2 separate regions of the Drosophila melanogaster genome follow, and region 1 is linked to region 2. A link is a contact called in public Hi-C data. All regions are on one chromosome and are shown on one strand. Each heading gives the region's core, a stretch centred on a gene start, on an enhancer-like site or on the middle of the called end of the contact. The rest is flanking DNA. Distances are from core to core; before and after follow the strand shown. Region 1 holds the start of Ubc6 (Ubiquitin conjugating enzyme 6). Region 2 holds the start of CG14657.

The links. Hi-C and Micro-C count contacts between places; a contact is called where the count stands out from the background.
Region 1: a contact with region 2 is called in a Hi-C map of the Kc167 cell line, with 1.9 times the contacts expected there. The contact joins the promoter of Ubc6 here to the promoter of CG14657 in region 2. A contact is called at or near these places in 20 of 107 Hi-C or Micro-C datasets (the Clone 8 cell line, the Kc167 cell line, the ML-DmBG3-c2 cell line and 7 more).

What each region holds. Positions count from the first base shown.
Region 1 is chr3R:4,951,275-4,955,293 of dm6, reverse strand. Ubc6 (Ubiquitin conjugating enzyme 6) reads left to right here and starts at 2,612. Exons shown (of 3, transcript NM_079506.4): 1 at 2,612-2,841. The coding sequence starts at 2,798. It overlaps Jhbp3 (Juvenile hormone binding protein 3), which reads left to right and starts at 42. Exons shown (of 3, transcript NM_141250.3): 1 at 42-256; 2 at 864-958; 3 at 1,016-1,788. The coding sequence starts at 889. The coding sequence ends at 1,686.
Region 2 is chr3R:4,819,529-4,823,805 of dm6, reverse strand. CG14657 reads left to right here and starts at 2,374. Exons shown (of 3, transcript NM_001275339.1): 1 at 2,374-3,473; 2 at 3,896-4,012; 3 at 4,069-4,277. The coding sequence starts at 2,887.

The sequences.
Region 1 (4,019 bases), core at 1,363-3,862, 130 kb before region 2:
AAACACGCCGGTCTTAACAATTTAGCATTCAGTACGATCCGTTGGCGGTTACTAAAACAACACCTGACTTCGACAGCTCGAGAACGTTGAGAAGCCTTCGACTATTTGGAAAAAGATAACAAATCGGTGCCAAAACAAATAATTGCGAATACAATTGAAAACTCTTCTAAATTGTGTAATTTTAAGTTTTTGTGTAAGTCGGCTGGCGAATCCTCTAGATCTCGGGAACGCGAAATCATCCCTTGTCCCTAATTGGGTAAACCATTTAGCAAATCCTTTAAGGATTGAGTCTAAACCGAATTTAATTTGAATACATTTTTTTTACATGTTTTTTATTTACGACAAAAATTGTTTTCCTTTAGTTATCAACTCGTTGTTCCGTTCTTAATTTACAATAATTCCTTACACATAGGTGTCTATTTTAGTTTTAATTTATTCAAGGAACCCAGATCGAGCAATTAAAAATGTTTTCATTAGAGCAAATTGACCCAGTTTATTGTATTATTGTGCTTTACCAAATGCATTCCAGTTCAATACCTAAAGTACTCCTTTGCATTATTTATAACCAGCCCTACGCTCGATCGCAAAGACTATTAAGCCGCAATCAAAATCAATTACAGTCTTGACAACAAAACAGGTAGCAAATGACAGTAATTGAGCAGTCTAGAGATCCTCCCATTTATTAGACTGAGTCGCAGCTGCGTAATGCCTACAATCAACCACTTCGGATGATAATAGATACTCGTATGGGTGGTGGATCATTTTAGGGGTGGGCCTGGTGGTTAATGCTGCCCCTGCTGACGAACTTTGACGTCAATAAAATGTATATTTCTGCCTAATAGTAAATAAACTGTTTTTTACAGAAACCAATTGAAACTTACACGCAAAATGCAGTTCCAACTCATCGTAGCCTCCCTGTTGATCTGTTTTGTAGCATGCATCTCAGCTGGCAATATGCGTAAGTAACGAAGACAGTTCACTATAGTCCAGTATACTTATCAAGCTTGTTCTTCAGCTGACTATATCCAGGTGTGCCATCGCAACGATCCCGAACTGTCGAAGTGCCTGAAGAGCAGTGTTCACAACTTGCGACCCTATCTGGCCAAGGGCATTAAGGAACTGAACGTACCGCCGCTAGAGCCCCTCTACATTGGAGATCTGAGCATTCTGGATGGATCCGCCGGGCTCACGGTAAAAGCCAAGAAGCTGAACATCCTGGGCGCCTCCAACTTTGAGATCACCAAGCTGCGGGCTTCCACCCAAAACCGACGCTTTGACTTCGAGTTGATTCTGCCCCATCTCCATGGCGATGGGCTCTACGAGATCAACGGCAATATTTTGGCACTGCCGATCAAGGGCAATGGGCCGTTCACTGGAAACTTCACCAACTTTGTGGCTTATGTGCGCGTCCAGTACGACATTAAGAGTGTTAATGATCTGGAATACCTGCATGTCAAGGAGTTCGTCCTGAAGATCCGCACTGGCAAGGGAAACCTGAAGCTGGAGAACCTCTTCAACGGAGACAAGGTTCTGGGCGATGTCATCAATGATACGATCAACCAAAACTTCGAGGTCTTCACCAACGACTTGATCGCACCGATTGCCCGCGCCCTGGAGGCCAAGTTTCTGGTCATCACGACCAAAATCCTTGAGAACTTCACCTACAGCGAGCTTTTCCCCGTCTAATAATCTTGCTAACTGTAGTTAGGCTAAATCTAAGCTTGTGATACACTCGATTTGTTATAATTAGTCCCTAAATATTCAATAATAAATTTTAGAAATTTACGCAAATAGATTTGAAATTGAATGCGTCAAAGGAAATTATGTCTTGATTATCGTTGTTGGGAGAGTTTCCCGACTACCAGATACCCGTTTCTTAGTATCAACGGGAGCAGCTAAGCTGCTTGGCCACAAGCCGCCCATAACTATTACGATTTTGAAAAACGTTTGGATTATTTCTTTATTATATGTATGTATGTAAGTCTTGCAGATTTGTATCGGTATGCCGCGCCCACAATAAAATTTTTGGCCGATTTGGTCAAGAGTCGCTTTCCGGCTTCTAAATCTTCATCTCCTCGCAATCCAAGTTGGATTAACGGGTATCTGATAGTCAAGCTTTATCTTGCTTTTCTTAGATATCATAACTTTGGTACAAAACTGGTGTTTTGATTTTCATTTCATTTTTAGTAGTTTCAGTTTATAAATATTATTGGAACTACCATAAAATTATGTTTGCTTATACTAATATTTAATATGATAAAACGTAACTAGCTTTTTTAGCAAGGACGAAAGAAAGGGAGACATTCAATAGAATTCTTATTTTTCTTGAGTCACCTGTTTTAGAGGAATACCTCTTGTTTTTGCCATGTCGCTCAATTGTAAAATTTTTCTGCAATCGGACCCAGGTTGTCTAAAGTTCAAATTAATTTTGGTTTACAAATACTTCGATCAGTTTTCTGCAGTGTTAAACTTACACTTCGAAAACTCCTATTCGTAAAAAACATCAATAGGAAACGTATTTTGAATGGTCTGGCAACCTCTGGCAACTCATATTTACGCTCAATGCTGGCTGGGTGGCAGCTCTGTGCAACGAAATTGATTTGAGCTCCAGCTCTACGTGATAGTATCGGGGAAACATCGGTTTTCGTTCCAGCTCTATACCACTGCTGCCCGAGTTTGCCCTCAATTAAAAATAAATTACAAAATTTCATCGTTACCGTTCGCTAAACGCAACGCATTGCCCAGGCGTCCGAGTTCCAAATCCAACACAACACGAGTGGTAGTATCGCTGTGAAAAATGTCAACACCCGCACGCAGACGTCTTATGAGAGATTTTAAAAGGTGAGAAGAAACTAAGGAATCGAATGCGAATAGAAAAGAATACAAACAAAACGAAAGCAAAGGAAAACAGGAAGGCAAGGAGCGAATGGCAAAGTACACACAACCGTTGGATTTTACGTTTTACGTGTTTCTCGTTCCGAAAAAATGCTGGGGAAAAGAAACCTGGGGGCTGCCCAATACATATAAGCAAACACACGGACACACGTATATATGACTGTGCTCCACGTCTGTATGTAGTGGAAAAGTTTGCGCAGCCAAAATATGTACGTGTGCATGTGCCCATGCTCGTGTGCGTGTGCGTGTGTGAGTGGTTGATTATTTTCGCTGCTTTGCTCGTGCGAAAAACAACAATTCGCTTGTCTTTGACACTTGACTTTGATCTGAATGTGTGTGTGTTCGCGCGCGGTGCGGGGTAAAAGCAAGAAAACAAAGGGGAAAATTGGGAAAACCAAACAACATTCTTCTTCCGCCGTTGCCGAAATTGCGTCGCAGCAAAACATTAACGTTTCTATCCGCCTGACTCGGCAGCTGCATCCTGCCCGCTACCCCCTCTCGCTCGCACTCAGCCTTGTTGACTCACGCGAAAGAGACGAAGCGCTCCTATTGGAATTTCATTCGGCTTCGAAACTTTCATCATCCCGAAAGTTGGCGCTGCAGTGCAGATTGCAGTTGAGGAATACGAAACCAAATGTCAAGGCTGTTTGCGTGGGCGCGGGCTCCTGCCCCCCGGCAAAGTTCCAATGTACCACCCCAAGAGGCAGAGCAACTGCACAGAAGCATATCTGACAGCATACATCAGATACCCCTTACTCAGCTAGAACGAGTTCGAAGTGGAAATTTCGAAACTAAAATAAAAAATAACATCGTCAATTTTATACTTTGTGGGGTCCGAATCTAGTATAGTTATTGAGTACTCGGGACTGATTAGTTTGAGAAACACAAATTCTGTTTTGCGAAAATGTTTCATCAGGAATGCAATATTCAAATCGTAATGCGAATCGAAACTGACTCCATTTTAGAAGTCTAGTTTTTGATAAGAGTTCATTAGAAAATACCTGTTACACATCATTGGATACCTATAAATAAATTATGAACATTTTCAACAAGTTATTTTAATAGCTCGTATTACCGCCCAAAATTGACCTTTCAAGTTCATAAATTTCAAAATATGCTTCAGA
Region 2 (4,277 bases), core at 1,125-3,624:
GCACGTCAATCCACAGGCCCACTTGGAGTCACCGGATTGTGTGTGGTGTTTTTGGGCGGATCCGGTGGTTTTCGCAGTGCGGTTCGATTTTCGAGAAGTGCGCCCAGCACGAGTTAAAATTCAATTTAGTAAAAATAATTTGCTTAGTCGTGCTGCAAAATTGCATAATTGTCAATGGCGGTGGCACGCCACGCCACTCCACTCCACTCTGCCTCTCCCTCTCTCTAATCAGCGGCTTGCAGCGCCATTTTGTGGCACCATCACATCTGCATATTGGAAAATTATAGCGTTGAGCCCCGAGTGCGACGCCTGCCACATCGCGAATCCAGAGCACCGAATGCCGCTCTGCTCATGGCCTTTGTTTGCTCTAAAAGCCTGGCTGCGGCTGCGCAGAAGTCCAAAAGCGCGTGGTTCGGGCGCATGGTGAGGCGCAATGGGGGGCGATCGTTCTCGACAACGCCGACGACGAGGTGACCTCCAGCCGAGTCATTGCGGCAAGGACCTGGCTCGAAGCTGGCAGGCAGCAAACAGCCAGCACATACAAGAGGAGGCCTCGGGTTACACAGCCGAAGATCTGAATACCCTCATTCATTTGGTGCACTGTGCGCAGTTCCAGCAGGGTCGCAAACTTTTATACTTGCTGGCGAAAATTACAATTATTACTCAATTACAGCAGCATATCGTAAATATTTCATTACTTATAAAAATCATCCAAAGAGAAATTCTACCAACATAGTTATGTTCATACAATTGTATTTAATTATTAAAAGTATTTTATAAATCAGTAAATCACAATCCAGTAAGGGATAATCAAATTATTTCGCTATCAACGTGCATCACCTCTTCCTTCACCTTCTGCTTCATAATGAGCTGTAAAACACTATTCTTGAAATGTTTTTAAGCGAAAGAACGCAGCGAGGAGGAAGTGGGCACCAACTGGCATTTGACATGCCAAAAACCACTTCTGTCACAGCAGCAGTGGCAACTGGAGAGCATCGCATCCAGTCCGCAGGAGGTGGCGACCACAGAAGCGTGCCTTCCTTTAACCGCACTGAAAATAATTATTCGGACTAAAAAAACTATTAATTAAAGTCAAATATCCTGGGAGCTCAAAAGCAAAAATTAAAATGAGCTTAAAATAAGTCATTTAATTAACAAGTAGTTTCATTAAAAATCGAAGAATTCAAATAATACACGAATTAATGGCATTTGTCCGACATGGAATAGTTTTTATCAGCTTTTAATAAAAATGTTTAATTTGTTCGTTTCCTACGACAGAAAAGTGCAAACTCAGCGCCGCATGCGCCGCGGCTATTACTTCGCTGTCATAAACCCGATACGGCGATGCTCTTATCTTCGATTGCCACCGCAAATGACGCACAGTAGCAAAAAAGCAATTCGGCTATTTAATTTCAATTTAACTACAGGATTTAACTGCCGCAGCGATTAAAGCGGCTTTACTTCTCATAAGTTGTGCTAATCAAGTTAGTTCGATGTTTCCTTTCTCTGAGCTTCAGCTATAATATTTAATGATTTTGTTTTCCGCAATATTATTATTTACTTAGGTTTACGCTTATCTTGACATATGTATGCCTTTCTCCGAGCGGTAGCTTTGATATTTGATATTGTTCTGGTTTATTACAAAAACAATAAAATCATTTTAACGGATATTATTTATGGTTTTATTATTTAGTGGTTTTCAGATATAACCAAAACATATGAAATATGAATTTCTAAGTCAACCTGTTTCATGTTATCCTGGAGAGCGCTTCAACCCAACCGGAAACATTCCTGGAGTACGCTTACTGATGCGTTTTGGTAAACGTCGTGTTCCGGAATACTTCTATTGGAACACTTTCAGAGGCATTTCAAGAAGCAATTACACACTCTGATAACTACCTTTTTACACTATTACCAAAAACAATAGAAAAGAATCAATTGGGCTTACCAATTATGTTATGCCGAATAACTTTCTTAGAAAACATTTATTTTTATTCCGGAAAAACGATGCTTGCAGGATTTAAATTCTAGTAACTCCGCTCATAAAAAGTTCGCTCTGTTGTAATCTTGTTTAAAATACCAAAATGCAAAACTGTCCGATATCTTTCAAGTGTATTGGAAAAAAAACGTCGAATAAATAAGGCATTATTGAAAAATGGAACAGACTGCTTCAGTCAAACATTTTAATTGCAAGCTTTCCCTCTATTTTTTAAATTCAAATATGGCGGACAAAAGCTTTAATAAAAATAATCGAAAGCACACATCAGTCGCATAAGATATCGGTAGTCGTTAATTTCGTTATTTTCCTAACATACTCTGGTAACTCTAAAAATACAGGCCCGCTTATCGATACCCGACTGGCACCACGTATCGAAACATCGATTGGCCACAGCTGCTTGTGAATGAAAAAAGCGTAATATCGAATCGTACAACAAATTCGCGATAATCCACTGCCGCCCGTCCTGCAAAATCACAGATCCGCGAACTGATACACAAGCGGATAAGAGAAGAGGCCAGTAGGCCAAAGCTAACCCTGCCAGGACAAAATCGAGTCGTTCGTTCCACCGGCACACAATGGAGCTACTATAGTGTGTGTGTGTGTGTGCGAGAGTGCGGGCGCTTGTGAGCGTGGTTGTAGTAGTGGGCGAGTGCGTGTAGTAGTAGTACGACGAGTGTTGTGGCGACGGGGAAAACAAAAAGAAATCTAGTTTGTGCTCAAGACTTCGGCTGGAAACCCGGCCGCGAAGAGTGCGTAGATGTGAGGTGCGATCGCTGATGAGCCATCACCTCTTCCCGGTGCTGGAGGCAGTGCATCCGACCGGAGAAGTTGAGGGACTCTAGGCTAGCGGGGCAGTAATACGGCCACATCCCGTTTCCGATTCCGTAATGCTGCTGGCCGCAGCCGGTCCACCGGCTTACGACGCCGGAAAACTGTCCAACAATGCCGGATCCGGATCCAGCAACGTGGGCTCCGGCGGAGTGGGTACGCCCACGGCGTCCTCGTCGCGTCCTAGTGCCGCTAGTGCCCTGATGAAGACCCTGTCTGTGCGCCTGCATCGAGGCACCGAGTTCATTAAGGACACCGTTCATAAGGCCCTGGTCATGTCCGCTCCAACGCCTGTGGCCCCAGCTACAGCTCCTGCGCCCAAGATCGTGGACCACAGCCTAAAGCGAAAACTAAGCGGCGCTGGCGGGCTGATGGGCTGCAGCAGCATTGGCAGCATGACCTCATCTATCGCCGGCAGCTCGAGAAGTCACCACTATGCACTGACTAGCCAGGTGGCCTCGTCACAGGTGATTCCTTTGCCCAGTCAAGTGCCAACAGCCGCCTTTCTGCGCACCTACACTGTGGCTCCCACGGCACTCCATCGATCTGCCGCCGCTCGCAAACGGAATCCCAGCACCGACAGCCTGCTTATGGACCTGTGCCTCTTTAAGCCCATTCGGCCCATGCCCATAACGCCAATAAAAATGTGAGTACTCTCCGGTATTCAAAACCGATTCCATTTGAGAAACTCATACTTTGCTTTTTCTAACAGCTAAGAAGATTTCTAGTAGAAAACTTGATAACAGTAATCCAATTTCGCTACATGATATGATGTTTATAAAATACATGGGTTCTTGGAGAACTTTGGATTGTCTTAGTTGCCATTTGCATGTTTATCCTCTTGATTTATTTGGCTTATCCAACTGGTGTAAGATTCCAGCCATAAAAGATGGCACTATTACCGCGTGTGATCCTAATACGTTCGTATTTTTAAAATTACTTTTTGAGATTTAAACTTATTTTGCCATACCGAGATCGAGCCGAATCTTATAAAAGAGCGGATCAAAAATGACCGAAAACAAAGCATTAATCAAAACAATTTACTTATATTTGTTCTATCGTTGATAGCCACAAGTTCCGCGGATTTGAAGTGAAGAAACCAAAATTTGTCCCCGCTGGAAATCCAGACAGCGAAGATGATGAGGACAACGACGAAGATGGGACGGTCCGCAAGCCAAAGCCCAGGTAAGTGTCCAGTTTAACATTCAAATTTATGTCTAATGACTGCTTTCTTCGCTTAGCAACTTGACATTGCCAACAATTTCGGACTCGGCCTTCGTTCCGATGCCCTATATAGAAACCACCAACACCGCCATTAACGCAACCACCACCACTAACAGCGGGAGCAGATCCCGCTCTCTCAACACACACACCTCAGGCTCTGCCCAGGCCATAACCAAGCCAAAGCGTCGTCGTCGCGCTCCCATGCTCACGGCCAAAAGACGACGCA